Regions from separate parts of the Sus scrofa genome. Here regions 2, 3 and 4 are each linked to region 1. A link is a contact called in public HiChIP or PLAC-seq and promoter capture Hi-C data. All regions are on one chromosome and are shown on one strand. The core of a region is the stretch at or near the end of the contact, and the rest is flanking DNA. Distances in the headings are between cores, read along the strand shown.

Region 1 (7,108 bases), core at 1,543-4,042:
CCTTCAGCTCATTACCGGTTGTCCCTCTTCCCTCTGCTTCTCCAGCCATAACACCCACTCTTGAAGGTCCCAAGGGTTCCCCCTCCACCACCCCCCTCCTGCCTGTCTTACCTGGGGGGCGCTTTTTTGCACACAGTGCCATCTCACCCAGCAAGGTCCCAGCAATCCCATGGGAGACCCTGCAGGAAGGTAACACATGCATGAGGTCAGGAAGCTGAGGGTAACTCTTCACTCCCCTTTTCAGACTCCTCCTGAAGGTTTTCTTCCCCAGTTCTGACCTTGCCCCGCCCCCAGCCTTCCCACAAACTCCACATCAACATTTTGCTCTTACTGACCTAATGGGTCCCCGAGAAAGAAGAGGAGACTTCCCCACCACCTTCCCCAATGCCTCTACCTTGGATAACATGGACTGACGATTTGCAAAAACCAAGATCTGCACGGCAAGGAAGTGGGCAGAGAGAAAAGGCCAGATATTGACAGGAGGGGCACAGCTCTCAAGGTACCCATCCCAGGGACAATGGATGCCCCCATGTGCCCTCCTGGTGCAATGAGTGGGTTCCTGTGTTTACTGAAAAGCAGAATTTCCACCAAAGGGTGGGGTTGAGGGAACATGAGCCAGGAAACACCTGGCAGAGCATCAGGAAACAGGGTGGGCAGGCTCCACCCTTCTCAAAAAGCTTATAGTTGTCCCATCCCCCCAGTACTGGGGGCTTCCATTATCACCTCCTCCAGGGGAGCTCACATTAAAGGCAGGGCCTTCACTTCCTGCACACAGTCCCTAAACCACTTCCTCTCAGTCTGGGTCAGCTGCCCTTCTGGGCCAGCAGAGGGGTCTTCTCAACCCCAGTGGGGAGCCACCCCTCTAGCTTTCTCCCACCCCAAGCCCAGTCCAGTCAGTAGGGCACTGGGTGCAAGTTCAGGGAGCATCAGTCAGATGGGCCTCTGCTTCTTTCCATCTCCCCATGTCCTTCCTTTCACCTAAAAAGGTAAAAGGCCTGGACTACAAGACAGGGTCACAGAGCCTCATCCCAGAAACTCCCAGCCAGGTCCTGGTTCCTCTTGTCACCTCCTCTTTCTTTGGATGGAAAGCCTTTCTCCCCCTTGGCCCCTGTTTCCTGCCTCCTGGGAACACCCCGCCAGCCTGTCAGCCCCAAGAGATACTAATTGCCTGTCTGCCCAACCTCTATAATTACACACTCTGGCCAAGGCCCTGTCACCCACGCCATCTCTTCGTGCACTAACCCAGACTCCCTTCCTGAACCCCGATCAGGCAATACAGAGCCAGAAGTCCTTTTCCTTTCTGACCCTTCCCAACCCTGGCAACCAAGGGTGCCTGGCTTAGGAAGAAAAACCTCAACCACGTTTCAAGATGCCAAGCCCTCCTCCAGGGCCCCCAGCCAGGGTCTCCACCCAGGCTAGAGTCTGAGTCATAGGAGGGTGGGGCAAGGAGAGAGAGGTTAAAAGAGAGGATGCAAGGGTGGGCATCACAAGTTCCAAAGCCAGCCCCGCCCTGGTAAGGGAGGCAATCAAGAATCGCTTTAAGCCTGAAGATCTGGGTTTGAGTCCTAAGAAAGAAAGAGTTAACGAAGGAGCCACATGGGTTCTTAGGAGTCAGGAGCCTGGACACCAACCAGGAAAGTTGTTTTACCTCTAAGACCCTGGGGAGGCTGAAAGCTGGCTTGGCTGAAGACTTCATCCCTCTGGGGGGCCGTATTAGGGAAGGAAAAGGGAGGTGGGAGACCTGGGAACAGGAACTTTCTCTCACTTCTCCTTCCCAGTCTCATACAGCCTGGCTTTTCTGAACCCAGGCCCATCAGCCACGTTGCTCTGCCCCGTCACCCTGCCCCAGCCCCCTCTGCAGCCACATTTGGGATAAAAATAGCCAGCTCTGGGAAGAAGGCAAAGCTCCACGAAGGAAAACGGCTCCTCCTCTAGGCCTGGCCCCTGCTCCCTTCCAACCCAAATCCAGGAAGACTGACTCCTTTTTTTCAGAGAAAACCCGCAGGGATTTATCGGCAGGTCAGGGAACAGAAGCGAATGGAATCCAAGACCCCCAGCTCACTTGCCACCAACACCACACCTGGCCACCTTCCATCGCCAAGGACAGACCCAGGACTCACTCCCAGCTCTGAGCTCCCAGAGAGGTTTGCACCCTTGGTTTTCCCGCACGCACAGAGATCGTCACCTTACAAAGCCGACATCCCTAACTCCCTTCTCCAGAAACCCACACCCTCGGACCCGGGTACTCCTCTCACCCCCACAACTCTCTGGGCGCTTCTCCTCTCTCCGCTGCTCCATAAACTTCTCCTCCGCACTCCTGTGCCCCTTTCCTCGTCTCCACGCGCCCCTTCAGCACCCCACCCTCCCATCCTGAGGACGGCCTCCAGAATCTCCCCCCACCCTCAGGCACCCAACACCGTCTTCTCTCCAGTCATCCACTCCCGGTCCTCCTCCGTCTCACCGCAGCTCCGACTCCCTGTCCCCTGGCCTCCCCTGCCCACACCCTCCGCCCCGGCTCCTCCAGCCCGGAGTCCGCGTCCGCAGCCGCATCGCCCCTGCCCTCCCGGCCCCGCGCTCCTGGGCTGCTGCCCCCGCCTCGCCTCGCCTCACCTCAGCGCTCAGCGCTCGGCGCCCGCCCCGGCGGCCCCGTCCTGCCCATGCCGGGGGCTGGGGCGGGGGGCGCTCGGCTCAGCTCCCCGCGGGCTCCCGCCCCCCCAGCAGCAGCCCCTCTCCCCCCGGGGCCTCGGCCCGCTACTTTGTGTCAGTTTCGGCCACGGCGGGGCGGAAGTGACGGAGGTGGCGGGAGAGGGCGGGGGGCGGGAGGGGGTTTTGGGGAGGGATGAGGGCGAGGGAAGGCGGGCGCCGCCATCTTTGTGCGGGGCAGGGGGAGGGTCTTAACCCCTGCGATGCTCGGCGGTACGCGGCCGCGGTGCCCGCCCACCCACTCCCAGATTTATCCCGCATTAAAAAAAAAAAAAAGTCTGGAGGCAAGGTAGGGCTGAGTTTTGCTTTTTAAAGAGTGGAAATAGAAGGACGCTGCTTCTCTGCTAAAAGAGCGTCTTCTTCAAGGAGGTGTGTGAGAGTTGGGAAGCGGTGAGCGACGAGATTTTTCCTCCGCGCCAGCTGTCCCTTGCCCCTACACTGATTTCCCTCGGAGCCCTCTGTCCCTTCACCTTCTCTCCTCGCCCTGGCTCATGTCATTGTAGTTCACCCGTTGATTGAATGACACCGTCTGGAAAGTCTAGGCATTGGCTCGTGCCTCACTTTCTCCGCCTAGCTCCCCCAGACTCTAGGCGCTTGAATGGCTGTGTTCCACTGGCGGCTGTGTTCCTTCTCCCCGTACCACCACGCCCCCTTGGTGGAGGCTGTTCGCCCACTCCTAACTACTGTCTGGGGGTGGCTGAATCTAGGCGAGGTGCCCCAGTGAGCATCAAGGCGGACGGCGCTGAGGTTAGGAGAACTGAAAGTCAGGCAGTGGGGACTAAGCTTTGGAGGAGGTCCCCTGCGTTATGCTCCGAACTGGATGGATGGCCTCCACCACCCTGCAGATTCCCTCAGCCTTCCCAATCCGGTTTCCAGGGTGCGCACCCTCTTGCGGCTACTTTGAGGAACTACGTTCCTGGAAGTCCTGGGGTCTGAAAACCTGCATGGGGAAGGAGGGGATGAAAAGCCTGGGTCCTAAACGGGATCCCGCTCTACCTGATCCTCCTCAGTTTAGGAGGAAGCGATGACTAAATGAATAAACAGAGAAGCTTCCCAGGGCCTGGTGTATTAATAAAGAGAAAGAACGTCTTGTCATCAGGCAGAGGTCTCCAGCCGTCTTCAATGTCCATGAGAACTGTCATGTCAGAATCACAGCTTACTCGTCCACATCTGAGTTGCAGCAGGACTTTCTCTGGCTGAGACTTCAGGTTGGGCACAGTTTACTTCCTGAGCTGTCTCTGAGTCCTCAGTATGGTGCAGAGCCACCAGCAGCTGATATGTGGCTGTGCCAAGAGCGGCCCCCACCAGAGGACACACCACAGGCACCCACCACCAACCATTACCAGCGCTGCAAGAACAGGAGGGAGGTATCAGGGGTGAGTCCCTTAGCCTTCCCCCAAAGGACTGGGGGTAATAAGAGAACTCCCTAAAGCAGTTCCTGGGGTGATAGACACCAGAAAGAGGGTGTTTTGGCAGCAAAGCATAGCACTTAGAGAGGAGGAGACCCCAGGAGAGCTCGGTCTAGCCTCTTTCTTTAGAGAATTATATGAATGTAAGCATTTTCTTGATGGGGTCACTAATGCCCAAATCGGTAATGTGATGTGCCCAAGAACACAACCTCTAAATCTTACTGGTTCAGTGAAAAGGTAGAAGGGGAGAGAGGGGACAAAAGAGAAAAGGAGAACTGGGGCTTAGAAGAGGCATAAGAGGCCAAAAGAACTATTTAAGAGGAGGGAACTGGGGCCCAGGGTCAGAGGTCTTGGCAGAGGGATGCGAGTGGAAGAACAGCACCAGGGGAGGCCATCTCCTACCTGAAGACTTCAGGACCCCAGCCGGCCACATAGGTGAAGAGCCGTGGGCCCAGGTCCCGGGCAGGGTTCATCGGGTACCCACAGTTGACACCCATGGATAGCCCAATGGCCAGGATCAGCAACCCCACTACCACAGGCTCCAGACCTGCAGGCACTCCCTTGTTCCGTGTGTCCAGGATAGCTGAGATCCCCACCATCAGCAACCAGGTGCCCAGAACCTTTGAGGCGACAGAGGCAGAGGGGCTCTCCGTTTGCCCCATCTCACCTAAATACTCCAGGCCACCAGCCCCTGTTACTCCGACTTTGTCCAACATAGGCGGCTGGTGAAGGTAGGGTACAAATATAAATCCAACCCCCCATCCCACCCAGAGCTGGAAAAATAGGCTGGGGACAGGGTCAGAGGCTGGGACGTTCCCAAGTCACCCCTTTACACCTACCTGATCCAGGATGCCATTGCTCAAGGATAGATAAGGGGCAGGATAGGTGGCAAAGATGGAGGCTGTCTCCTTGGGACCAGTCACTGTCAGGTTCCCACCTGTATAGTTCTGTAGGGCATCTGCAGGGTAGGGGGACACCTACCTGTAGGGCTCATTCAAAACTGCTCTGAGGCACCCTTGCCCACACACAGGTGCCCCCAACCCATTCTCTCTGTTACCGTAATAGAGTGCATAGGTGACTGCAGAGGCACAGAAAGCAGACACCAACTGCACCAAGGAGTAAATGGGAAACTTGGCCCAGGGGAAGCGTCCCAAGAGACACATGGCCAGGGAGAAGGCTGGATTCAGGTGGCCCCCTTCAAGGATAAAGAAAAGAAAACCAGTATCCATTAAGTGTCAGTGCCAAGCACTGTCACCAGGTAACACTGCTACTCCTCCCCACGATTCTTGAGACAAATGTTACTCTTCCCATCAGATAGATTAGGAAGTTGAGGCTCAAAGAGGTTAAGCAACTTGTTAAGGTCACACAGTGAAGCCAAGTTTGAAGCTGGGTCTGTCTGCTCTTTCAACTATAGTGCTTGACGCAGTGTCTGTCTGGAGGATGAGCAGGTGAGGTCCTGAGCAAACACAAATATCAGGGGCCTTCGGGTGAGGGACACAAGAGGAGAGCACTTACAGTTGATGCCTTGGCACAGATTTTTGCCTATGTGATCGGAGAATGAATGTGAGGAAGGGAGATATCGAGATACAGAGAGGGAAGGGACTGGACCTGGCCAAAGGCATATCTCGGGCCAGGACATTCAAGGATAATGTCTGTGAGTCACATGAGATCTGCCCTTTCACTATTAGCACTCTCAATTGCATGTCCTCCCCCATCCAATGACCAGACTTCACCCTCCTCACCTGAGACATTACCACCAACGTAGATGGCTAGTATAACGCCCAGAGCGCCAGCCAGAAACATGGTGAAGAAGTTGCCTTTAGTTTCTCCACTGGTTACTGCCTGGGCCACAGACCCCTGGGTGAAGAGCTGTTGGGGAGAAGAAAGATAAAGAAGGAAAAAGGAATAGGGAGCCCGGCAGACCAACAGGGGAGTGGCCAAGAGAGATGTAAGGACTTACCGGATCAGCAAGAAAAAGCAGAAAGAGGGACAGGGTGGGGTGGGTGGGTAGTTCCTGTTGTGGCACAGAGGAAATGAACTCGACTATTATCCATGAGGACGCAGGTTCGATCCCCGGCCTCGCTCAGTGGGTTAAGGATCTGGCGTTGCTGTGAGCTGTGGTGTAGGTTGCAGATGTGGCTCGGATCCCAAGTTGCTGTGGCTGTGGCTCCAAATTGACCCCTAGCCTGGGAACATCCATATCCTGCAGGTGTGACCCTGAAAAGCAAAAAGAAAGCAAGAAAGCAAGGAAGGAAGAAGAAAGAAAGGAAGGAAGGAAGAGAAAGAAAGGAAGGAAGGAAGGAAGGAAGGAAAAGAAAGAAAGAAAGTAGGAAAGAAAGAAAGAAGGAAAGAAAGAAAGAAAAGGAAAGAAAGGGGGAAGGGGAAAATGGGAGAAGTGGAAAGGGAAAGACGGAAAGGGACAGGAATAAAAATGAGGGATCAGGAAAAGAATAGAAGGGACAAGAGCAGGGAGGCTTGGGGGATTGGGGAACAGAAATGATAGAGAGTTGTAGCAGGACAGGAAGAGCTAAGGACACCAGGAGGAGCCCAAAACTTTTGCCCACCTCTCCTCTTTCCTTCCCCCAGTTACCCTGCTTACCATGAGCACAAACACACCTAGAAACTCTGCCAGGCACTGCCGGACCAGGAGGTTGCGGATCCGGAGCCGTTCCTTGAGTTTGGCCAGGGACAGAGTGTAGGCCATGGTGAGGACACCCGATCTCTGGTCGCTGCTCCCTCTGTCTGCATAGGCACACTGCTGTCACATAGCTAGCTCCTGTCTGTCAGAGGAAAAGATAAGGAAAAGACTTTAAACCCAATTAGCTCAGCAACAGCAACTAACATCTGTGCAGGAGTGGAAGCTGGGGAGGATAGAGATAACGGAAGACTACCTGTGGGCAGACTCTGCAAAAACAGAGCCTGGAGTTTGCCCAGTGTCTGTCTTTCATCCTCATTCCTCCCAAGAGGAGCCTTCTCCTATGCTGACAAACTGGAGG
Region 2 (7,108 bases), core at 2,726-5,225, 700 kb before region 1:
GCCACAGCAACGTGGGATCTGAGCTTTTTCTTTGACCTACACCACAGCTCACGGCAATGCCGGATCCTTAACCCACTGAGCAAGGGCAGGGATCGAACCCGCAACCTCATCGTTCCTAGTTGGATTCGTCAACCACTGAACCACGACGGGAACTCCTGGATGAGGAGTTTGAGTCAAGTACTTGCATCCAAATCCTGGATATACCATTTATTAGTTGAGGGGGTCTTAGGCAAGTCACTTAACTGCTCTGAGCTACTTTTCTCACAAAAAATAGAGCTATAGACAGTACCTACCTCCCAGGGTTGCTGGGAAGCCAAAGAAGAGTGTTCACAAAGAGCCTGGTACTGGGAAATCGCTCCATTAGCAGGAGCTCTTGTTACCGTGAACAAACAGCTCTGAGGGCCCGGGGACCAGCCCTGGGGACACCAGAAGCCCAACCCCCCTGCTCTTCATCCTCACCCTGCGAATGTGATGCTGTCCCGTGGGGTGCTCTGGTGGTGCCTGAATGGGCACAGGGGCAGGCCAGCTCAGGGCACAAGTGTGGCCTGGCAGGAGGAGGTCTTGGATCCGGGAGATCACAGGAGGACCCTGAAGACCCCCGGGCCTCTGCTCCAGGGCGTAGCTTCTCTCTGGGGACAGAATCACCAAGCCCCTATGGAAAGATGCAGGTCAGAACACTTTCTAGCACCATGCCTTGTGTCCCCTCATTCTGTCCATCTTGGCTCCTGTACCTGAGCCCGGAGCAGGTGCAGACAGAGACCCAGGAATCGGTGTGGCCTTGCACTCTTCCCTGGTAGCAGCAATTCTCCTACAACAGAGGCACAAATGCCGGCTTGAAGGCCAGGCCAGGGCATGAGCCCAGGAGACTAGCCCGTTGGTGCGGACACACGATGTCCTCCCGCCCTCCAGTCGTCCCCTCCCTTCCTCCCTGGCACTAGAAACGAGGTATAAGATAGCCAGACTCACCAGAGTGTGTCCCTCACTGACCACCCGGGTGCCATCAGGCTGGTACCACACCAGGGTCGGGCGGCCTGAGACAAGTTCCCTGCAGAATGAAGAAAAAGGAAGGCAGTGTCAGCTGTCTCCCAGGGTGGTGCAGTGACAGCCTGAGGCCTGGAGGTGGTAGATGGGTGGCTGGGGGGCAGGTAATCTCCTCCACCCTCCTGCTTCCCCTGGAGGCAGCAGAGTAGGGTGGCTGGGCCTCAAACTCTGCTCGGCTACCTGGGTTCCATTCTAGTTTTCACCACACACTAGCTGTGGGACCTTGGGCAGGGTATTTAACCTCTCTGTGCCTTGACTTCATATATGAGGCCCATAATAACACATAATAGTGGGAGATCCTGTCACGGCTCAGCGGAAACAAATCTGACTAGCATCCATTAGGACGCAGGTTTGATCCCTGGCCTGGCACAGTGGGTTAAGGATCCAGCGTTGTCGTGAGCTAAGGTGTAGGTTCACAGACGTGGCTTGGATCTGGCATGGCTGTGGCTGTGGCGTAGGCCGGCGGCTACAGCTCCAATTAGACCCCTAGCCTGGGAACCTCCATATGCCGCAGGTGTGGCTCTAAAAAGACAAAAAAGAAAAAAAAATACACAATAGTATCTACCTTATGGGGTTGTTAGGAGGATTAAATGAGTTCAAGCTCTTAGCACGTGGCACGTGGCGATGCTCTATAGGTTGTTAACCATGTCGTTGTTAATGTTACCACTGTCAGTATTACCTAGTCTGTAGCAGCTCCAGGATATGACTCTCACCATCCAATTCCAACTTGATCCGCAAAGCCTCAGGCAGACCGGTCTGTGGGCACCAGAGGGCATGTCACCTCCCTGGCCCTGCCCCAAACTCCTATCTTCTCTAACCAGAAAACCTCAGGCCCTTAGGAGAGCACCAACGATTAGATCATTGGTGGGGGGATCCCAAGGGAGGGACCAGGAAGCCCTGCCTGGCCTGGGGCATTGTTCTGGGGGGTCGTGCGGGGAGGTCAAGGAAGGTATCCTAGCCCCCCCTTCTCGGCTTCCTGCCCAGAGAGGAAGCACGGTGGAGCACCCGGTGTGGGCCCCAGCCCTTCCTCTGACTCAGCTTTAGAATTGGGAAGGGAGGGTATTTGGTGAGGCCCTGACCCTCTCCAAGGCCCCCCACTGAGAAAACTGACAACAGGGGACCCAGAGAGCAAGTCTGGCCTCAGAATTTCTCCGTGGAGATGGATGGGTTGGGCGGGGCCGAGGCAGACAGATGTGTGCATAGAGGGGAGAGGGAGCTAAGTGAAGCCAGGTGCCGGCTCTGCGGAGGGAGAGGCAGCCAGACCTGGGATGGCCATGCTGCAGTGAGGTCCACTTGGTTGCTGCTCCACCAGGCTTTGCCTCGAGACACCTGTTTATTCAGGATGGTGCCCGGTGGGGGTGTGTTTCTTTATTTGGGGGGCGAGGGAGGCTCACCGGAAGCACCTCTGCTAGGCTGAGGGTGAGGTTGTCCTGAAGGATCTGGGGCTCCAAAGGCCCATTCAGGGCCTCCTCTGGCCTCATCTGCTCCTCCTCAGTGCCACCTGCAGAGACCCCGGGACACCCTGAGAGAGTGCTGAGAGAATCAGCACCAGGACTGGGGAGGGGGGGTGCTGATATCCTTTGACCCACCTGGCTCCCAGCATAGCCAGGCCCTTCTCTGCTTGAAGGACTCCTGCATTGCATGCTGGGACTTAAAGGAGACTACTAAACGGGGCGGGGGGTGAGGTGGGGCGTGCCTCTCTCCAATTTTTCCCTTCCATCCCACCAACTCATCCACAAGTCCCCAGAAAGAAGTTCAGTTTGTCCAGCCTGTGGCCCCTCCCGGTCCCCCCTCAGGCCAATCCCAGGTTCTCACAGGGACCCTCCCCCAGTTCCCATTCCCTTCCAAAGACCCCCCCCCAGCCCCAGGAACGCCCCCACTCAGGACTGGGCGAAGCCTTGTGGCCCGGTGCCCACTCACCCTCCCTTTCCTCACATCAGAGATGCCGGCAACGCCCATTTCTGGGTGAGCAGTGCAAACACCCCCCTCCCTAAACACCCCTCATGCCCAACGAGGCACACCCGCTCCCCACAGCCTCCGCTTCCTCCCGGAGTCCGCCCCCTGCCCTCCACAATGGTCCTCTCTCCTCCGGACACTCCACCCGCGCCTGCCCTCTCGGCCCCCGGCCCAAGACAGCAGCGGGAAGTGAAAGTTCCAAGGAGGAGTTGGTGTCCCAGTCTCTTTCCCGGCCAATTCTCCCCACTCCCGACTCCTCCCGGACCCCCTCCCGCCCAGCAAGGCTTCTGGTGGCATCAGCACCAGGGTGAGCGGTGTCTGGCCGCTCAGGCCTGGGATGAGGGACCAGGAAGAATTCTCTTCGCCAAACCCTAGGAGTCGTGCCTACTCGGCGCCCTGGCACCGGGTGGAACGGGCAGCTAGGCCCCAGAGGAGCGAAGACGTCAGTCCTGGGGAGCAGCGACCCTCTACCGCGATCCCGAGGAGGCGCTGGTCCAGGCCCCTCGGTGCCTGATGCCGGAGCCTAAAAGTGTCCGCAGGGACGGAGCAGGGGAAAACCGGGCAGCGAGCGCCGGCATCCCCCCTCCTTCCTTCTCCATTCCATCTCCGAGTCGCCGAGCCCTCGGTCCAGGACAGCAGACCAGGGCGGGCTGCGCCCCGGTTGGGGTCTCCCAGGGTCTCCAGCCGACCCCAGGACCCCAGTGCCTCCCGACTTACCCCTGCATCCTCCCAGTCCGCCCCCGGCCCGCTCCTGGCTGAGCACTCACCTATATCTGGGAGCGGCCGGGAGGGCAGAGGGCTGCCCGCACCCAGAAGCCCCAGAGCCCAGAGCAGCGCCAGCCGCATGGCAGCGGGGCCCGGGGCTGGGCGAGGGCAGCAGGTGCTGGGCCGCTCGCCGAGGAGCAGCGGCGGCCGGGTCTGCTTCACGCACCTCCCGGCGCAGAGCGGTCACCAGGCTCCGCCCGGCCCCCTCCCACCGGGCCCAGGGCCAGGCTCCGCCCCCGGGAAGGCCCCGCCTCCGCCGAGCGCCCAGTCCCAAAGAGGCGGGGACTCAGCCAACGACTCAGATTCCCTGCGCTGCCCTAGCTGGTTTGTCCCGCCACTTTCTGGCTACTGTGCAGGGTGGGAGCGGAGGCCTGGTCCGACCGGCTTGGGAGTCGCGCCTACACCTGGCCCTGGGTCTGGACCCGTTCCTGCCAGCCGCGTGTCCTGAAGCCCGGGTCTGCCCGGATCAGGCGGATCAATTCCCTTGATTGCCCGCCATGCAGAGCGGGGCTCGCCCTCCCTTATCGGACCCCTGCGAAGCGCGGGCAACAGGAGTGTACTAAGCATTTATTAAACAGGAAGGAGCATGTGGGAGAGCGAGGAGGAACCCCCTTCACTCTGCATAGGTAGCGTCATCGTTGCTGTCGCTGTAGGCGGAGGAGGAGAGCTCCTCGCGGGGTGTGCAGACCGGGCACCGCTGCCGCATATCGTTCCAGCAGGATCGGCAGTACACCGCCTCGCAGTCAGGCGTAGGGCACACGTAGGACTCGGGCGTCTCGGATGCCTGGCACACCACGCATCGCCGGCGGAGCCAGGGGCGCAAGAGAGGACAGCGGCGGTGCAGGATGTCCGCCAGGCGGCGGCGCTGTTGGCAGGCAAGGCAGGTTTAGAGCTCTTCGAGGAGCAGGGAGGAGAGAAGGGGTTATTGGACAGCACTTCTTGTCTGAAGGACTGACTATGTCTACATGTTGGGGGAAGCCAGCTTGGGCACAGAAGACCCTGGAAGACAAGGTTGCTAAGAAGTGGATCCTAGAGAGCATCCTTCACTCCGTGAGCCTCCCTCCGTGATGAAGTGGGAGGATGCAGCCTTGGGAGGAACCAACCAGTAACAGCAACAATCATCATCATTTACACTTTCCCATAATTTGTCTTGTTCTTTTTTTTCTTTTTCGGGCCGCACCCGCAGCATACAGAGGTTCCCAGGCTAGGGGTCGAATTGGAGCTACAGCTGCCGACCTGCACCACAGCTACAGCCACGCAGGATCTGAGACTTGTCTGCGACCCACACCACAGCTCACGGCAACACTATATCCTTAACCCACTGGGCGAGGCCAAGGATCAAACCGCAACCTCATGGTTACTAGTCAGATTCGTTTCCACTGTGCCTCATGGGGAACTCCTCCCCAAATGTGTCTTAATTTGATTCTTACCTTGGGGCTGAGAAGTGAGTAGGGCAGGTAAGACTATTACTACTGTGTTCCCCCACCTTATATGTAAGAAAGATGAATCTCACAAATGTTAGGTGATTTTTCCAAAGGCAGACAGCCAGGAAATAACCAAACCTGGCTGGACCTAGGTACCTTGATTCCAAATCATAAGCCTGGCTCATTATGCTCCCTCCCCCTCACCCCACCTTCTCTCCACACAATTGCCAGGAATTCTCAGGCTACTTTATCATGTCACTCTTTGCTCAAGAGACTCCAGGGGCCCCACTTCCTGCCAGAAAAATGCAGAACTCTTCGGCTTGGCCTTCTTCTTTTTTTTTTTTTTTTTGTCTTTTTTCCATTTCTTGGGCCGCTCCCACAGCATATGGAGGTTCCCAGGCTAGGGGTCGAATCAGAGCTGTAGCCGCCGGCCTATGCCAGAGCCACAGCAATGCAGCAACCGAACTGCATCTGCGACCTACACCACAGGTCACAGCAATGCCGGATCCTTAACCCACTGAGCAAGGCCAGGGATCGAACCTGCAACCTCATGGTTCCTAGTCGGATACGTTAACCACTGAGCCGCGACGGGAACTCCAGTATGTTCATTTTGAGTGGGTTTCTTAAGAGGCCGCATCAAGATGGTGGAATAGGGGGACATGACGCTCACCGGCTCGCATGGTATGCTAATTTTTTTCATCAGACATTCATTCAGCCCCTATTGTGCATCATGGGAGTTGGAGATTCTAGGCACTGAAGGAAAAAGTCAAGCAAACACAGTCTCTCACTTTTCAGAGCTTTCTTAGGGCTGATTGAATAAGAACGGCTGCCACACTTTTTTTAAGTAATGTGGGTCCTGTACCAAGAAACTGTAAGTAAATTGACTCAATTCAAAAAATAACCATGGAAGGCAGATATTGTTATTATCATCATCTCTTTTTCAGGCAAGAAAACTGATGCTTGGAGAGGTGGTTACTTGCCTAGGATCACACAATGAATTACGTGCCTGCATCATGACAGTGAAACTCATTTAATCCTTACTACAGGAGTTCCTGTTGTGGCTCAGTGGTTAACGAATCCGACTAGGAACCATGAGGTTGTGGGCTCGATCCCTGGTCTTGTTCAGTGGGTTAAGGATCCGGTGTTGCTGTGAGCTGTGGTGTAGGTTGCGGACGCGGCTTGGATCTGGCGTGGCTGTGGCGTAGGCTGGCAGTTACAGCTCTGATTAGACCACTAGCCTGGGAATCTCCATATGCTGTGAAGCGGCCCTAGAAATGGTACAAAGGCAAAAAAAAAAAAAAATCCTTACTACAACTAGATGGGGGAGTTAATTCCATTTTACAGAAGGTAAAAACCAATGAAAGCTCAGCATTTAATTAAGTCATAGTAAGAAGGGGAGGAGCCAGGATTCAAACCCAGGCCCTCTGGTACCAGAGCCCCACATCTGACCACCATTCTATTACTGATTCTAGCGAGCAGGCCATACAGATCTGTCCAAACTCCTATTCTTCAGAGGGAAAAACTGCACTTCAGGGAAGACCATGGCCAAGGCTACACAGCTTAATGAGGGAGTGTGGATTAGAACCTGATTCTTCTGACCGTGTGCTCTGTTATACCACATACCTTTTCATGAGGCCTCACTGATCCCAGCCCACCTGCCTACCCACCCTCCCTCCCAGGATCTGCACTGCATCCCTCTCAGAAGAACCTGTGGCCTTGCCCTAGGCCCCTTCTTTCTTCCCCCGCCCCCACCCCAATGGCTGCACCTGCAGCATATAGAAATGCTGGGCTGGGGTTGAAACGGAGCTGCAGCTGCTGGCCTACACCACAGCCACAGCAACACTGGATCTGAGCCAGCTATAGCTTGCAGCAACACCAGATCCTTTTAATGCACTGAGTGAAGCCAGGGATAAAACCCACAT
Region 3 (7,108 bases), core at 2,530-5,029, 590 kb before region 1:
TTAACCTGTTAGGCCACCAGGGAACTCCAAAAAGCTCTCTTTAGATGGTCTGCCCCTTTAGTGAGGGGTGACTCTCAGACATAACTGTGTTCTGAGTTCTGGGGGTACCTCTCTGTTGTCCGAGGCCAGCACTGGCTTCCTCGAGTGTCATCTTCCAGAAGAACAGGCAGCAGTGTCTGGTAGCTCTGGCTTCCATTGTCAGTCCCCAGGAACTCTGGCCACTCCCTTCCCAGGTTGGTCTGCTCCTGTCGGACACTCCTGCTCCTTCCCCCTTCCTGCCTCACCATCAGCAGCATCCCAGCCTTTGGACCGGCCTGTTCTACCCTCAAAATAGTGCCTCATAGTTGTGCAGCCCTGTATGGTTTAGGAAAGCTTTCCACATATACTTTGTGTGTGTGTGTGTGTGTCTTTTTGCCTTTTCTAGGGCTGCTCCTGAGGCACATGGAGGTTCCCAGGCTAGGGGTCCAATCGGAGCTGTAGCCACCGGCCTACGCCAGAGCCACAGCAACGCGGGATCCAAGCCAAGTCTGTGACCTACACCACAGCTCACCGCAATGCTGGATTCTTAACCCACTCAGGAAGGCCAGGGATCGAACGCGCAGCCTCATGGTTCCTAGTTGGATTCGTTAGCCACTGAGCCACGATGGGAACTCCCCACGTATACTCGTTTATTTGATGTTCCCTTTGGTTTTGGAGGGAAGGAAGAGCAGATGTTATATACTAGACAGTCTCACGGGCTGGTGGTGGTCCTGGGATGCAAGCACTGCTCTGGGGAACTTGAGCAAATGACCTTGGAGGGTAGGGTGGGAGGGTGTGTGAATTTGCAGGACGAGTGGTTTCTGGTGATGACAAGGCCCAGAGTGTGTCCATGGGAGCCAGTGTCTCAGGAGGAGAGGAAGAAAAAGACTTTGGGCAACTGAGGCCAAGGCTTTGCGTTGCCAGGGTGTTGGATGGGGGGTGATCATGTTGATAGCAAAGTCACTGAGAACGACGATGGGAACTAGGTTGGCAAAGATGATAAGAAGCCAGTGGCTGAGTCTCAGTACCCGAGAATGACTGCCAGGACTGGTAGTCCTCAACGTGGAAGGGGGAGAAAGGGGAGCTTAGCCAGGTAGTAGGAGTCTTAGAGGAGCCAGGGTTTCCCAAGAAGAAGGGCAATGGTCTGGAAGCTGAAATGTGGTTGGGAAGGGACAACGCCACGGACAGCAAGTTCGTGTATGCTGAGGTCTGAGGGCTGGGGGAGAATAAAAGGCCTAAAAAGCAGGGGACAGCAAGGTTCAATTGAGGCAGGGTTCAGGAGGGAACTCCTCAGAAGAGGTTGGGGATGCTTTCTTTTCTTTCTTTTTCTTTTTTTCTTTTTGTATTTTTAGGGCCATACCTGCGGCATATAGGAGTTCCCAGGCTTGGGGTTGAATCAGAGCTTACGCCACAGCCACAGCCACTCCAGATCTGAGCCACATCTGTGACCTACACCACAGCTCATGGCAACGCCAGATCCTTAACCCCCTGCGCGAGGCCAGGAATTGAACCTGCGTCCTCATGGATGTTAGATTCGTTTCTGCTGAGCCACGATGGGAACTCCATGGGGGATGTTTTCTGATCACTGGGAATTCCAGGGAGCTTCATTCTAGGAGGAGTGGGGGTAAGTGGCAAGGGTGTGGTTGGTTCCGGTGAAGGAAGTTCTGACTTCTTAGGAGTGGCTCAGGAAAGCAGGAGTGTGTGAGTGCACTTAATCCTTTGCAGTCTCTGCTGGCAGTGGTAGGGTTGGTGCTTGCAGTGGAGTCCCAAATAAATGCTTATTGAAGGTGGGAAATCTGATCCTGTGTTGGATTATAAACTAAAATCACACAATGCTCAGCATCAATGACAACTCCATATTTGGACGGCACTTGAGAATATCCAAAGCTTTTTTTTTTTCCTTTTTTCTTTTTAGGGCTGCACCCGAGGCATATGGAGGTTCCCAGGCTAGGGGTCGAATTGGAGCTATAACTGCCAGCCAACACCACAGCCACAGCAACACAGGATCTGAGCCACATCTGCGACCTACACCACAGCTCACGACAACAACGGAGCCTTAACCCACTGAGGGAGGCCAGGGATCGAATGCACAACCTCATGGTTCCTAGTCAGATTCATCTCTGCTGAGCCACGACGGGAACTCTCCAAAGCATTTTCATTGTTTTTTAGCATGTGTTGTCCTCATTTCCTTCTTATTGCAACCCAGCGAGGTGTGCATTATCAATGATGAACTCAGAGTGACTTGCTGACGGTCACGTTCCCGCTAAGAGTCAAAGCTGGGATTACAACTCCCCTCTAGCTGCCCTCTAAATTCCCAGATGAGTGTACTGCTTTCAGAGTTGTTTACAAGAAAAAAAAGACCTTCCCAAAGTCCAATCTTTGTGTATCTGACCATTGATCATTCAATGTCCACAGCTTCTCCTGTGCCATGTTTTCAATATTCAGTGAATTAATGGTTTCTCTCAAAGAAGGTCTTTCCATCTCATTTCTCTGCACATGACCTTATAGCTTGTAAGATGGAGGCAGTAATGGGTCGCAGGCCCTGTGTTGACAAGCTCAGAGAACTACCGGACAGCTGTGACAGAGCCAGAGCTAAAGAAACTCCACTTGCAGGAGTTCACCTTGTGGCTCAGCGGAAACGAATCCGACTAGTATCCATGAGGCCACGATTCCTGGCCTCGCTCAGTGGGTTAAGGATCTGGCGTTGCCACGAGCTGCGGTGTAGGTCGCAGACCCAGCATTGCTGGGGATGTGGTGTAGGCAGGTAGCTACAGCTCTGCTTCCACTCCTAGCCTGGGAACTTCCATATGCCCCGGTGCGGCTCTAAAAAGCAAAATAATTAAATACATAAAACAAAAAAAAGAAATTCTGATTGCTTAACGGGCTGGCTGTCAACCGCTGGGAGCAGAGGCAGGACTGGGAATTCAGGGAAGGGACAGATCAGCATCCCTTATTTTTCCCCCTAGAACTCCTGGCTGAGAGCTGGACTCCACATAAAACTAGGTAATTTCCAGAAGTGGCTTCAAAGCCCCCTTTTAACTTATTCTATAGTCATTCCAAGCTCTGTGGATTCCGAAAATCTTTGGAGTGAAGGATGCGGCTAGAAAAGCGATGAGAATTTTCTCGCGGGCCTTAAAGGGTCGAACACATCGACCCCTCCGGTTTTCAAACCGGCTTAACAATAAAATCAGGTCTTTTGACTAAGTCCCACCCCCAGCATGACGTCACCAGACACACCTCTCGAGTCCTCGCCAGGTTTCGTCTCCAGAAACACCCATTTTCACTGTGGGGCATATAAGGATTGGCTTTACACGTACATTAAAATGCACAGATAAAAAGGCAGTTTTGAAAACGTCTGCAATATGAACACGTTTATTCTTTTTTTTCACAATTTTTTAGGACGGTGTGGAAGACAGCGTGAGGGTCACTTCGGACATTTTAAGATGTCACTCCTCCTCGGAGGAAAATAGTCGCGTCCAATTCCCGCCCCCTCACGTGTCACGAGCGTCAGCTCAGAAGGCGAGGCCGTGACGTTAGAGTCTGGGCGGGTTGGACTGTTCCAAATGAGTTCTGGCAGGGGAGCTTCTTTAGGGGAGAAAGCTGCCCAGGGACTTAACCTTCTTTCTCTCCACAGTCCATTTATGTAGGCTTTAGTGTAAAGGCACAGAAGCACTTGTGCAGGTTGACCATCCTCTCCACGGCCATGGAGAAGACGGGCGGGCGGAACCCCTTCTTGTTGCCGCTCCATCCAGTGGCCGCGTCCATTCTGTGCCGGGTGGCTCGATTTAAGGGGTAAGGGTTCAGGATCCGCTGTAGGGATCGCAAAGCGTAGCGGCCCCATGGCACCCCTGGGAAGCGTCCCGCGGTTGGTGCTGCTTTTCAGCGGGAAGAGGAAATCCGGGAAGGACTTCGTGACCGAGGCGCTGCAGAGCAGGTGTCCGTGGGGCCGGGACGGAGGAGGACCGGGGAGATCCCCAGTCACGTGACACGAGGGGTGTGTTTGGGTGTGATAGAGTGTACTTTGCGTAGGGGGTCCTCATGTTGCTGGGCAGGGGGAGCCCTGGGCGGCGAGAGGTGCAGGATTGTCACCATCACGTTGAAGAGAATCTACACACAGCCCTCCTCAAAGAACCAGGGGCCCACCTCTCCAGAAGCTGTAAGCTGTTAGGTCTCTCCAAGAAGCATAAAGAAGTTATAAAAAAGGCACTTTTTATAAACCACTCCCAGTCTTCCAGACAGTGTTGCCAGGTAACTGTTACAGATGAGGAAATTGAGTCACAAATAAAGGAATTTTCTCAGCCCACACCCCAGTGTGTCTGACTCCAAAGACAAATCTTTGCCCCACAATCACCTAGGACCTGGGGTTTATTTGAGCCTTTATTGTGTGCCAAATACTGTATGGATATATAATTTAATTCTCAAAATTTCTTTGTTAGGTACTGTGTGGTCTTATTCGTCAGTATCTCCGTTTCACAAATGAAGAAACCCACACTCTGAAAAGTTAAAAAACAAAACAAAACAAAACAGGAGTTCCCGTTGTGGCACAGCGGTTAACGAATCTGACTAGGAACCATGAGGCTGCGCGTTCGATCCCTGGCCTCGCTCAGTGGGTTAAGGATCTGGTGTTGCTGTGAGCTGTGGTGTAGGTCACAGAGGAGGCTCGGATCTCCCGTTGCTGTGGCTGTGGCGTAGGCTGGCAGCTACAGCTCCGATTAGACCCCTAGCCTCCATGTACTGTGGGAGCAGCCCAAGAAATGGCAAAAAAACAAACAAGCAAGCAAACCCCAAAACCCAGACCCAGACTTGCCAGGAGCACAAAGTAATTGGCAGATCCAGGACTCAAATTCAGCTTTAGTCTAGCTCCAAGGAATGAATTCCTTCTGCTTTATCCCACTGCTTCTCCAGATAATACCTTTTGCTCAGGTTTTCTCTCCAAGTAAGATGTTCGGTGTGGGAGCACTTTTGCTGAGATGCGGCCCTGGAGAGCACAGAAGCCAGGTCCTCTTGAGGGCCAGTGTGGTGGGGGTACCAGGAGGTTGCTTTGGGGCACCATGGGGGTTCTAAGAGGTTGTGGAAAAGCCCAGGGCAGAGTTTGCCACCTGAATCGTTCACCACTAAGTGTCTGCCACTTTCTCCTAAGTTTTGTTTCTCTTCACCCCCAAACACAGAAATCAAATAGTGGTCAGAAGCACAGGCTCTGGAATTAGACTGCTGGGATTCAAATCCTGACTCACCACTTATTGGAGTGTGATCTTGCACAAGTTTCTTATGAACTGTGTGCCTCAGTTTTGCCATCTGTAAAATGGAGTCAGTAATAGGGTTAAATGAGATAATGTACATGAAGGGCTTGGAATAATTCTTGGCACTTAGTTGAGACACAGGACCTAAATCCTGGCTTTTTAAAAAAGTTTTTACTTTTTTAATGTTTTTTTTTGTCTTTTTAGGGCCGCACCCATGGCATATGGAGGTTCCCAGCTAGGGGTCAAATCGGAGCTACAGTTGCCAGCCAACACCACAGCCACAGCTGTGCTGGGTCCGAGCCATGTCTGTGATCTACACCACAGCTCATGGCAATGCTCGATCCTTAACCCGCTGAGGGAGACCAGGGATCAAACTTGCGTCCTCATGGATCCTAGCTGGGTTCGTTAACTAACGGGAATTCCTATTTTTATTTTACCAATATTGGCCTTGTTACTTGCAGTGGAGCTTTGGGCGAGTCAGTTTTCCTCACTCAACCTCAGTTTTCTCATCTGAAACATGGAAGTAAGAACACCTGTCTCGCCATGTCAGTGTTTAAGGAAATCTGTGAGCATCTTGAGGTCAGAGCAGGAATCATGATATCTTATTCGCATTTGGATCCAAATGTAGTACCCAACCAGTGGTTGAGCAAATTGCACAACTGAATGAATGAGTTATTTATGTGTAGTGACCAAGTCAGTTGAGACCAAGATACCCCTGGCCGTGAGGTTACAGGTGCAGGGAAACCTAATCCAGCCAGAATATTGCCAGGCATGGATGTTCATACTGTTAATTATAATTTAACTTGTTTTACCTGTTAGGGCTCTTTCCCATTTGAGTTTCATGGTAACCCAGTAGGAGACAGAATAGAAGCTGTTATACCCATTTGACAGGTGAGGAAGTCAGGGAAACAGACCTGTTGAAGTTGTCTAGATACCAGTAGCAGAAATGGGGCTCCAGGGAGTTCCTGTTTCGGCGCAGCGGAAGTGAATCTGACTAGGAGCCATGAGGATGCAGGTTTGATCCCTGGTCTCCCTCAGTGGGTTAAGGACCCGGTATTGCTGTGAGCTGTGGTGTGGATCGTAGACACAGCTTGGATCCGGAGTTGCTGTGGCTGTGGTGTAGGCCAGCAGCTGTAGCTCTGATTGGATCCCTAGCCTGGGAACTTCCATATGCCACGGGTGCGGCCCTAAAAAGGCAAAAAAAAAAAAAAAAAAAGTAGAAATGGGGTTCCATTCCTCTGGACCTCTCTTCTGGGGCTAGAAGCTCTAAGTTAACGGGTTCTGATCTCCCTGTCTCATAGGCTCGGAGCTGATGTCTGTGCCATCCTCCGGCTCTCGGGCCCACTCAAGGAGCAGTATGCTCAGGTAGGTGGTGGCTCTGCGACATCCACTGGGTTGGAGGGAGCTGGTTCCTGGGCTCTGGTTGCTGTGCTGGTATTTGAGTCACTAGCAGGGTGGCAGGTAGCTTTCTGCTTTCTATAGGTAGACCTTTTGGAGGGCATTTTCAGCTTAAGTTTCTTTCCAGCTGGTCTTACTCACTTTAGGCCACCTCCCTAGGGTGTGTTCAGGAAAGTATGTCCAGAAACGGCTGTAGCGGCTGTAGCGTAGTTCCCATTGTGGCTCAGTGGTAATGAACCTGACTAGTATCCATGAGGACGTGCGCTTGATCCCTGGCCTTGCTCACTGGGTTAAGGATCTGGCGTTGACGTGAGCTGTGGTGTAGGTCGCAGATGTGGCTTAGATTCCGTGTGGCTGTGGCTATGGCCAGCAGCTACAGCTCCGATTTGACCCCTAGCCTGGGAACCTCCATATGCCACGGGTGTGGCCCTAAAAAGACAAAAGACTAAAAA
Region 4 (7,108 bases), core at 1,351-3,850, 520 kb before region 1:
GTCAGATCCTTAACCCATAGAGTGAGGTCAGGGATCGAACCCACAACCTCATGGTTCCTAGTCAGATTCGTGTCTGCTGAGCCACGAAGGGAACTTCACATCACTGTCTTTTATGAGCCAGTACCAGCCAGCTCCAGCACACCAGCTTCCGGGCTGCATGTGTAGTCTGGTGAGATAGTCCACTCATACTGACTTGCAGGATGTAGGGGCCCTTATCACTCCCATTTTATGGAGTGGGAAGCTGAGGCTCAGAAGGCCACACAGCCACTGCCAGTAGGAGAGGGGCTCCAGCTGGGCAGTCTGACTCCAGAGCCCCAAATGTTACCATGACACCATTCTCTTCCTATTCTAACAGGGTAGTTGTATCAAGGGGCGTGAGCTGCATCAGTGGCATGAGCTGTCAAGCTCCAGCCCTTTTCTAGATGAGTCTCTAATCAACCTTTGGCTCTGGTAGATAATCCTCCCCAGGTGTTTCTCATCCCAATCCATGTGAGCACAACATACTGAGCTCCCAGTTCCCACTGGATCCAGCTGGAAGGGCCAGGGGATCTGGGGGCAGGAGGCTGGCTCAAAAGGGTAAACTGAGAAGAAGACAGGTATTGGTGGTGGAGCGGGCACAGAAATACCCAGACCTGGAATCTGTCCTTAAACATGGATTTTCCACAGCCCAGATGCTGCATCCAGCAGAGAGGAGTAATACTGGCAGCACATTTCTGCTGCTGACAACACAGTACTGATAATTTATTAGGAAATCATTGAGCCTAAGGATATGATCTGAAGCCTTAACCAAATAGGTGGCTCTTTTTAGGGATGGAAGGAGGAGAACCAAGAAGACAGAAGGGAAGGGGAGGGAAGGCAGGGAATGCTCGAGGGTGTGGGGTGTGGGGGGGTACTTGAGGGCCAGCATGGGCGTGGGAGGATATATAAGACCCCAGGCTTGTGTCTGAGCCCCAGAGCTATGACTTATAGTGCCAGGGGTGTGACCCTGTCACTGATAATAATAACAATAATCAAGATTATCTTATGTCATAATTACGTGGCTTTCAAGTAGTCCTTAGCTCTCAGGCATTAGGGCTGATAGAGGATTGGAGAGGTGAGAACTGGCATACAGAGGATAGCCTGGGCTCCTCTGGGGGGAGCTTTGCCCTTCCATGACCTGGCCACTTGGCGCTCACCATTCAGGAGAGCTGCTTTAGAACCTCACTGCGTGTGTGCACGTGTGTGCATGTTTGTGGGCCAGGGAGTGCACACCTATGTACACGTCGTGTGCACTTGCATATGCGTATCTTTCCTCCTCTTTCCCCTTCCTACCAGAGGCCAAGGGGTGATGGGAGACACAGGAGATATGCAGGAAGACGCTGCCCCCTAAAGCCCCAGGTGTGCCTGGGGAATCTCATCACGGCCCCCTCCTCACTGACCCGTGGGTCTGCTGCACTTAGAAATGGAAATGAATTCAGCTGGGGCCCCATCTCTTTTGGAACGCCCTTTGCACACAGTGGGAGCTTAATAAATACTTGATGATGGCTCTGAACCTGGGAAGCCAGCAGCTGTTCCCAGCTCTGACTCTCAGAGCTGCTTGGGACAGGTCAGGTGGGGTGTGACCACAGGGGGGTTTCAGTCTTCCTGCCAGACCCTCCTGTGACTCCAAGTCTGCCAGAGTCACAGTCCACGTCACACATCGTGCTTTGGGGAGGCCGGTTCTTCCTCCACAGCCTCTCTCTGGCTCGTTCTCATCCATCGTTTGAGCAAATTTATGGAGCAACCACTCTGCCCTGAACATCATCATGGAATGGCATCCTGGGAGATGGTATGGGAACTGCGGGGTCAGACTGACCCGGGTTGGAATTCTAGCAGCCTTAATTACAAACAGGGTGACAGCTGGCAAATTACATATCTGTGCCTGAGTGATTTTTTTAAAAACGGGTTTCATCTGTAAAAGGAGAGTGATGACATCATCTTCATAGGGTTGATGTGAGGCTTAGAAATAACAGATGCTCCTGCTCACGTACTGCAGGCAGTTCAGTCAGTGAGCTTGTCTACCTGGAGTCAGTTGGATGTGGATGCCCTCTGCTTCTGTGACCTTGAGGTTGTTGCTCAGTATCTCTGAGCATCAGTTGGTGAAATGGCAACACGATGCCCACCTCCGTGGGTGTCTGGAGGTTGTAGCTGGATAATATGTGTGAAACAACCTATGGCAGACCCTGGCCATTAATAACTGTCTTCCTGCCTTTTGACCCCTTATCCGGGTGCATAGCGCCCCTCCGTAGGACGACCTCGGCTCCTCCTCCCCGCCCCCCGCCCCCTCGTGCGCTTACATCCCGGATCGCCGTGGGCTGCCGGGTTTCTGCCATACCTGTCAGAGGAAAGAGGGCAGCCGCTCAGCTCCAGGGTGGCGAGCGGAAACTACAGTTCCCAGCCCTCGCTGCGCTGCCGCCAGGGCAGGGAGCGGAGCGCGGCAGGCCCCTCCTCCGGGGAGGAGCCTATGCTGGGGGGCGGAGTTAGGAGGTGGTTGGAGAGTTAAGCCAAGCCAATGAGACCAGCTGCTAATAAGTGGGCTTGGCTTACCCTATAACAGTGGCAGGAGGAGGAGAGCGAAGCTATTGAGCCAGCGAGGAGTGAAGCTGAGCCTGGCCTCACACGCTCCTGGAGGACCACCTCCTGAGACAGAGTTCTTTTTCCCCCTTCTTCTTCTTTCTCCAAGCGCCCCTCCTGCTCTCCCTCCGTGCCCAGTACAATGCATTCTTGAGTGGCAGCGTCTGGACTCCAGGCAGCCCCAGAGAACCGAAGCAAGCCAAAGAGAGAGGGCTGGAGCCAAGACACTCTGGTGGGGGAGCTTGGATGCCTGGCTTTCTTTGAGGACATCTTTGGAGCAAGGGTGGCTTTGGGGTGGGGGGCTGTGCTGCAGGAAATCCAGCCAGGCCCCAAGATGGACACTTCTGGGCACTTCCATGACTCCGGGGTGGGAGACCTGGATGAAGACCCCAAGTGCCCCTGTCCATCCTCCGGGGATGAGCAGCAACAACAGCAGCCGCCGCCGCCGCCACCGCCGCCGGCACCACCAGCAGCCCCCCAGCAGCCCCCGGGACCCCCGTTGCAGCCTCAGCCTCTGCAGCTTCAGCAGCAGCAGCAGCAACAGCAGCAGCAGCCACCGCATCCCCTGTCTCAGCTCGCCCAACTCCAGAGCCAGCCCGTTCATCCCGGCCTGCTACACTCCTCTCCCACTGCTTTCAGGGCACCCCCTTCGTCCAACTCCACCGCCATCCTCCACCCTTCCTCCAGGCAAGGCAGCCAGCTCAATCTCAATGACCACTTGCTTGGCCACTCTCCAAGTTCCACAGCCACAAGTGGGCCTGGTGGAGGCGGCCGGCACCGGCAGGCCAGCCCCCTGGTGCACCGGCGGGACAGCAACCCCTTCACGGAGATCGCCATGAGCTCCTGCAAGTACAGCGGTGGGGTCATGAAGCCCCTCAGCCGCCTCAGCGCCTCCCGGAGGAACCTCATTGAGGCTGAGCCTGAGGGCCAACCCCTCCAGCTCTTCAGCCCCAGCAACCCCCCCGAGATCATCATCTCCTCCCGGGAGGACAACCATGCCCATCAGACCCTGCTCCACCACCCCAACGCCACCCACAACCACCAGCATGCCGGCACCACTGCCAGCAGCACCACCTTCCCCAAAGCCAACAAGCGGAAAAACCAAAACATTGGCTATAAGCTGGGACACAGGAGGGCCCTGTTTGAAAAGAGGAAGCGACTGAGTGACTATGCTCTGATTTTTGGGATGTTTGGAATTGTTGTTATGGTGATAGAGACCGAGCTCTCTTGGGGTTTGTACTCAAAGGTAGGGGCTGCAGTTTCTCTTTATACCTTGAACAAAAGGCATATGTAGGTAGAGAGAGAGAGAGAGAAATGAGAGATGAGAGAGATCGGGGGAGAGAGAGAGATGGTGGTGGTGGTGGTGGTGGTGGTGGGGAGAGGCATTGGCTCCGTTATATTGAACACTCAACTTCCCATGGTTTTCCTGCTTAATCCTGGGAGAATTCATTCCTTGCTTTCTTGGGGGGGGGGCGGACACCCCACACGCTGTGTCTCATTTGCAGACTCTGTGTTAGGGAGGATTAAAGAATCCCTTCTGAGAAATCATCTTTCCTCCCGGCTCACTCGTACTAAAGCATAACCCAGCAGCTTAACGCACCAATTAATTACACTCTGCCTTGATGTGCTTGCCAGTTCTGTGACTTCCCCTCCTCTCCTCCCCTCCCCTGCTCCACTCCATTTTCCCCGAGGATAAAAAAGAAATAAATGTCTGGGGAGGGGGTGGGGATTCCATGCCAGCCCCTTCTCTGTCTTCTCCTTCTCTTCCCAAGTTTCTGTTTCCCTCCTCCTTCCTGAGAGACTTAGGGCAAAAGAGAAAAGCACCCGTGACTCCAGTCTCCTGGGGGCATGGGGTAAAAATACAGGCTGAGGAAATCAGCGACTCTTTCCCTTAGGAAAGAGGACTCAGAATAAACCTGCTGCTGCCTCGTAAACATCCCCTGATAAAAATGGCTACAGGTGTTACCCAGGCAGAGCAGATGGGCGCCACCTTGGCCTCAGCTGGGGGTGGGGGTAGTGCCTCCCCCTCGGATGGCATGACAGGGCTTCCTGGGCGTCCCCGAGAGCCTGCGCCCCCGGCTCAGCCCCAGTTCTCCCCTCCCACCCCAACTCTTTCTTCTGGGGATAAATAAGGATGAGTGTGTGCGCGAGTGTGTGAGTGCGCTCCCCGATGGAGAACGGCGGCACCAGCTTTAGCGGGGGAGCTGGCCCCACTGCTCCAGCCTCGGTCCAGTCTCAAGACGAAGGAGGGGGTTTCCCTTCCAGAGGGGGCTTGGAAATCGCGTCCTCCAAGGGAGTGGGGCTTGAGGAAGGTGGGTTTCTGTTGAAGCTCTGCTGGCTGGGAGCCCTCCTGCTGTGAGCTGGGAGGCTTGGAGACCTGGGGAGTTACTGGGCAAGTGGATTTTTTTCCCACTCTACACTTCACCCCTGATTTGTTGGTGTGTGTGTGTGCATGCTTGTTGCTGCTTGCATTTCTCTACTTACTTGTCATTTTGGGCAGGGGGTGGCTGGGCTGGCCAGCGGGTAGCTGGGAGGGGTTCAGCTGTTGGAGGTTTCAAATAGAGCTTGTTTCAGGCTGGGCACAGCTGCTGCGAGACTGTCACATTCCTTGTTGAAATCCAGCCGCAAAAACCTAGGAGGTGCTGATCGGATTTCCCCCATTCCCAGCCTTTGGCTCACTCGCTCCAGCAGGGGATGGGCCGATGTACCTGCTTGGGGAAGGGGTGGGGCAGACCTGTCAGACGACCTGAAGAGCCAGGATCAAGACTTCCAGGCGGAGGGTCCCCCAGGCACCTGGCTGCTCCGAGAGGACTGCTTCAGCCCAGGGCAGCTCCTGGAAGCTGCCTTCCTGGAAATAGCTCCAGGATTTCAGCCCCTCAGTGAGCCAGAGCGAGTGGGGTTTCCCCTGGAATCGCAGCTCACTTAGTCATTCCCTGTAATGAGCCTCGGAATCTGTGGGTCTTTCTGCTCGCATCCTTCTCCCGCTGAGCGCTCCAGGAGCGGGGGGCCACCAGCCTCGGCAGGCCTGGCAGCCGCCCTAGGTACGACCCCAGCTCCCTCCAGGCACCCTCTGGGGACCAGGAGCCCATGCTGGGGAAACAGATGAAGGTCCAAGCGCCGGGGGTGGGGTGGGGAGAAGGGGCAGGACCAGTTCCCTCTCTTTCAGTGAACCGGCTGGTCAGATCTCTTTAGGGAAGGCCCTTCCCAGAGACAGCCCCTGGGGGTGGGAATGGTCTACGCACATTTGTCTTAATGCCGTGGGAGGGTTGCTGCTGGGCAGGAAAGGACCGGGAGCAGGTGCCTCCCTAATGGGGAATTCAGGGAAAGGGGCTTTCCTAGAGCCAGAGAAAGCGGACTCTGATGGGAAGGAAGGGAGAGGTGAGCCAGGGGGCCAGGCTTCACCTAATTTTAAATTGATGACCCTCTGGCTGATGGAAGCATGGAGGGGGCAGCCATGGGGAAAATCCTGCTTGCCTCAGCTTGTGAGGGGGCCACTTCCTGTGCACTTGGGGTGGGTACTGGTTGTGATGAGCAGGGCTCGCTTTAACCGGCTCCCCTGCTCCCCCGCCCTTCCATCATCTATCCACCTTGACACTGACTCATCATGAAACGAGTATTTTCTGGGTGTCAGGAGGGCATAGGGCAGCTCTCCCCTCTTCTCTCCTGGAGGCACGCAGGATCGTTTTAAAGACTCAGACCAGAGTTTGAAGCCCAGCTCTGCCACCTCCAGTGTGTGATCTTGGACAAGCCATGTAGCTTCTGCCAGCCTGTCTCCCCCACTGTCAAGGGAGTGAGTGTAAGGCACTCCATAAGGACCTCTTGTTATTGTTTCTATGATGAGGAGAGGAAAGGAGATGTCCTTTTCCTCTGTTAATTGACCTCTGGCTCCAGAATTAGTTGGGGCCTTGATAGCTTGGGAAGTAAGACTTGACAGTGGAGAGAAAAGTTGTATCTTGGAGGCGAGCCGTTCTGAGAAGGGACTGGGTCTGCTGACGGGAAACCACCTGTAAACATGGGTCTGTTGTGGGGCAGATGAACATCCGATCCCCAGCCTTGCAGACAAAATGGACTCTGTTGTGACAAGAGGGTTCACGTCAGAAAGAAGAGTCATTAGCTGGGGGCGGGGACCCAGAGGCATTCTGAGGACCCTGGGGAGAGATGGGTGATGGTCTCTTTTGCTGGAGAGCTCTGTGTATCTGATTGGCTTTGCTGACCCGTCTGGAAACTGGAGGATGGACGGGGTGGCCTCAGGCACCCCACCCCGATTGGGTGGCTCTGCACTGATGGTGGCAGTTCTCCCTCAAAGGTCATGGGGAGAGGGACACACTTTTTCTCCCCAAGTGATGACTGCTAACCTCGTGCCTGAGCAGAAGTTCTCTGCTCCTTGCTCTGCCGTGACCTTCCTGTCTGCCCGTCTTGGCGGATGTCTCTCCCTGGGGGAGGAATTCACCACCCAGGCCTGGCTCTCTTGAGAAGGAACATGGCATGTCCTCTGAGCAGAGTCAGTTCATGCAAA

The links. Promoter capture Hi-C pulls out the DNA fragments that hold promoters and counts their contacts. HiChIP or PLAC-seq counts read pairs in DNA pulled down with a chosen protein or histone mark.
Region 2: a contact with region 1 is called in a promoter capture Hi-C map of fetal skeletal muscle, with 4 times the contacts expected there. The contact joins the promoter of ADAM15 here to the promoter of ATP8B2 in region 1. A contact is called at or near these places in 1 of 5 promoter capture datasets (fetal skeletal muscle) and 1 of 47 Hi-C or Micro-C datasets (embryonic fibroblasts).
Region 3: a contact with region 1 is called in an H3K27ac HiChIP or PLAC-seq map of skeletal muscle, with 3 times the contacts expected there. The contact joins the promoter of PMVK here to the promoter of ATP8B2 in region 1. A contact is called at or near these places in 1 of 5 promoter capture datasets (fetal skeletal muscle) and 1 of 2 datasets of contacts at active chromatin or transcription factors (skeletal muscle).
Region 4: a promoter capture Hi-C map of fetal liver shows a contact between it and region 1, with 4 times the contacts expected there. The contact joins the promoter of KCNN3 here to the promoter of ATP8B2 in region 1. A contact is called at or near these places in 1 of 5 promoter capture datasets (fetal liver) and 1 of 47 Hi-C or Micro-C datasets (embryonic fibroblasts).

Annotation. Positions count from the first base shown.
Region 1 is chr4:95,446,401-95,453,508 of Sscrofa11.1, forward strand. It overlaps ATP8B2 (phospholipid-transporting ATPase ID), which reads right to left and starts at 2,793. Exons shown (of 28, transcript XM_021089757.1): 1 at 2,611-2,793; 2 at 112-179. The coding sequence starts at 142. It overlaps AQP10 (aquaporin 10), which reads right to left and starts at 6,816. Exons shown (of 6, transcript NM_001128454.1): 1 at 6,712-6,816; 2 at 5,855-5,981; 3 at 5,170-5,307; 4 at 4,952-5,070; 5 at 4,515-4,732; 6 at 3,853-4,051. The coding sequence starts at 6,816. The coding sequence ends at 3,853.
Region 2 is chr4:94,744,118-94,751,225 of Sscrofa11.1, forward strand. ADAM15 (disintegrin and metalloproteinase domain-containing protein 15) reads right to left here and starts at 3,976. Exons shown (of 21, transcript XM_001929336.5): 1 at 3,765-3,976; 2 at 2,436-2,542; 3 at 1,721-1,797; 4 at 967-1,045; 5 at 732-808; 6 at 460-652. The coding sequence starts at 3,843. It overlaps DCST1 (DC-STAMP domain-containing protein 1), which reads right to left. Exons shown (of 16, transcript XM_021089738.1): 16 at 4,313-4,627. The coding sequence ends at 4,376.
Region 3 is chr4:94,857,889-94,864,996 of Sscrofa11.1, forward strand. PMVK (phosphomevalonate kinase) reads left to right here and starts at 3,780. Exons shown (of 5, transcript NM_001168416.1): 1 at 3,780-3,952; 2 at 6,560-6,623. The coding sequence starts at 3,858.
Region 4 is chr4:94,927,208-94,934,315 of Sscrofa11.1, forward strand. It overlaps KCNN3 (potassium calcium-activated channel subfamily N member 3), which reads left to right and starts at 2,601. Exons shown (of 8, transcript NM_213985.1): 1 at 2,601-3,838. The coding sequence starts at 2,927.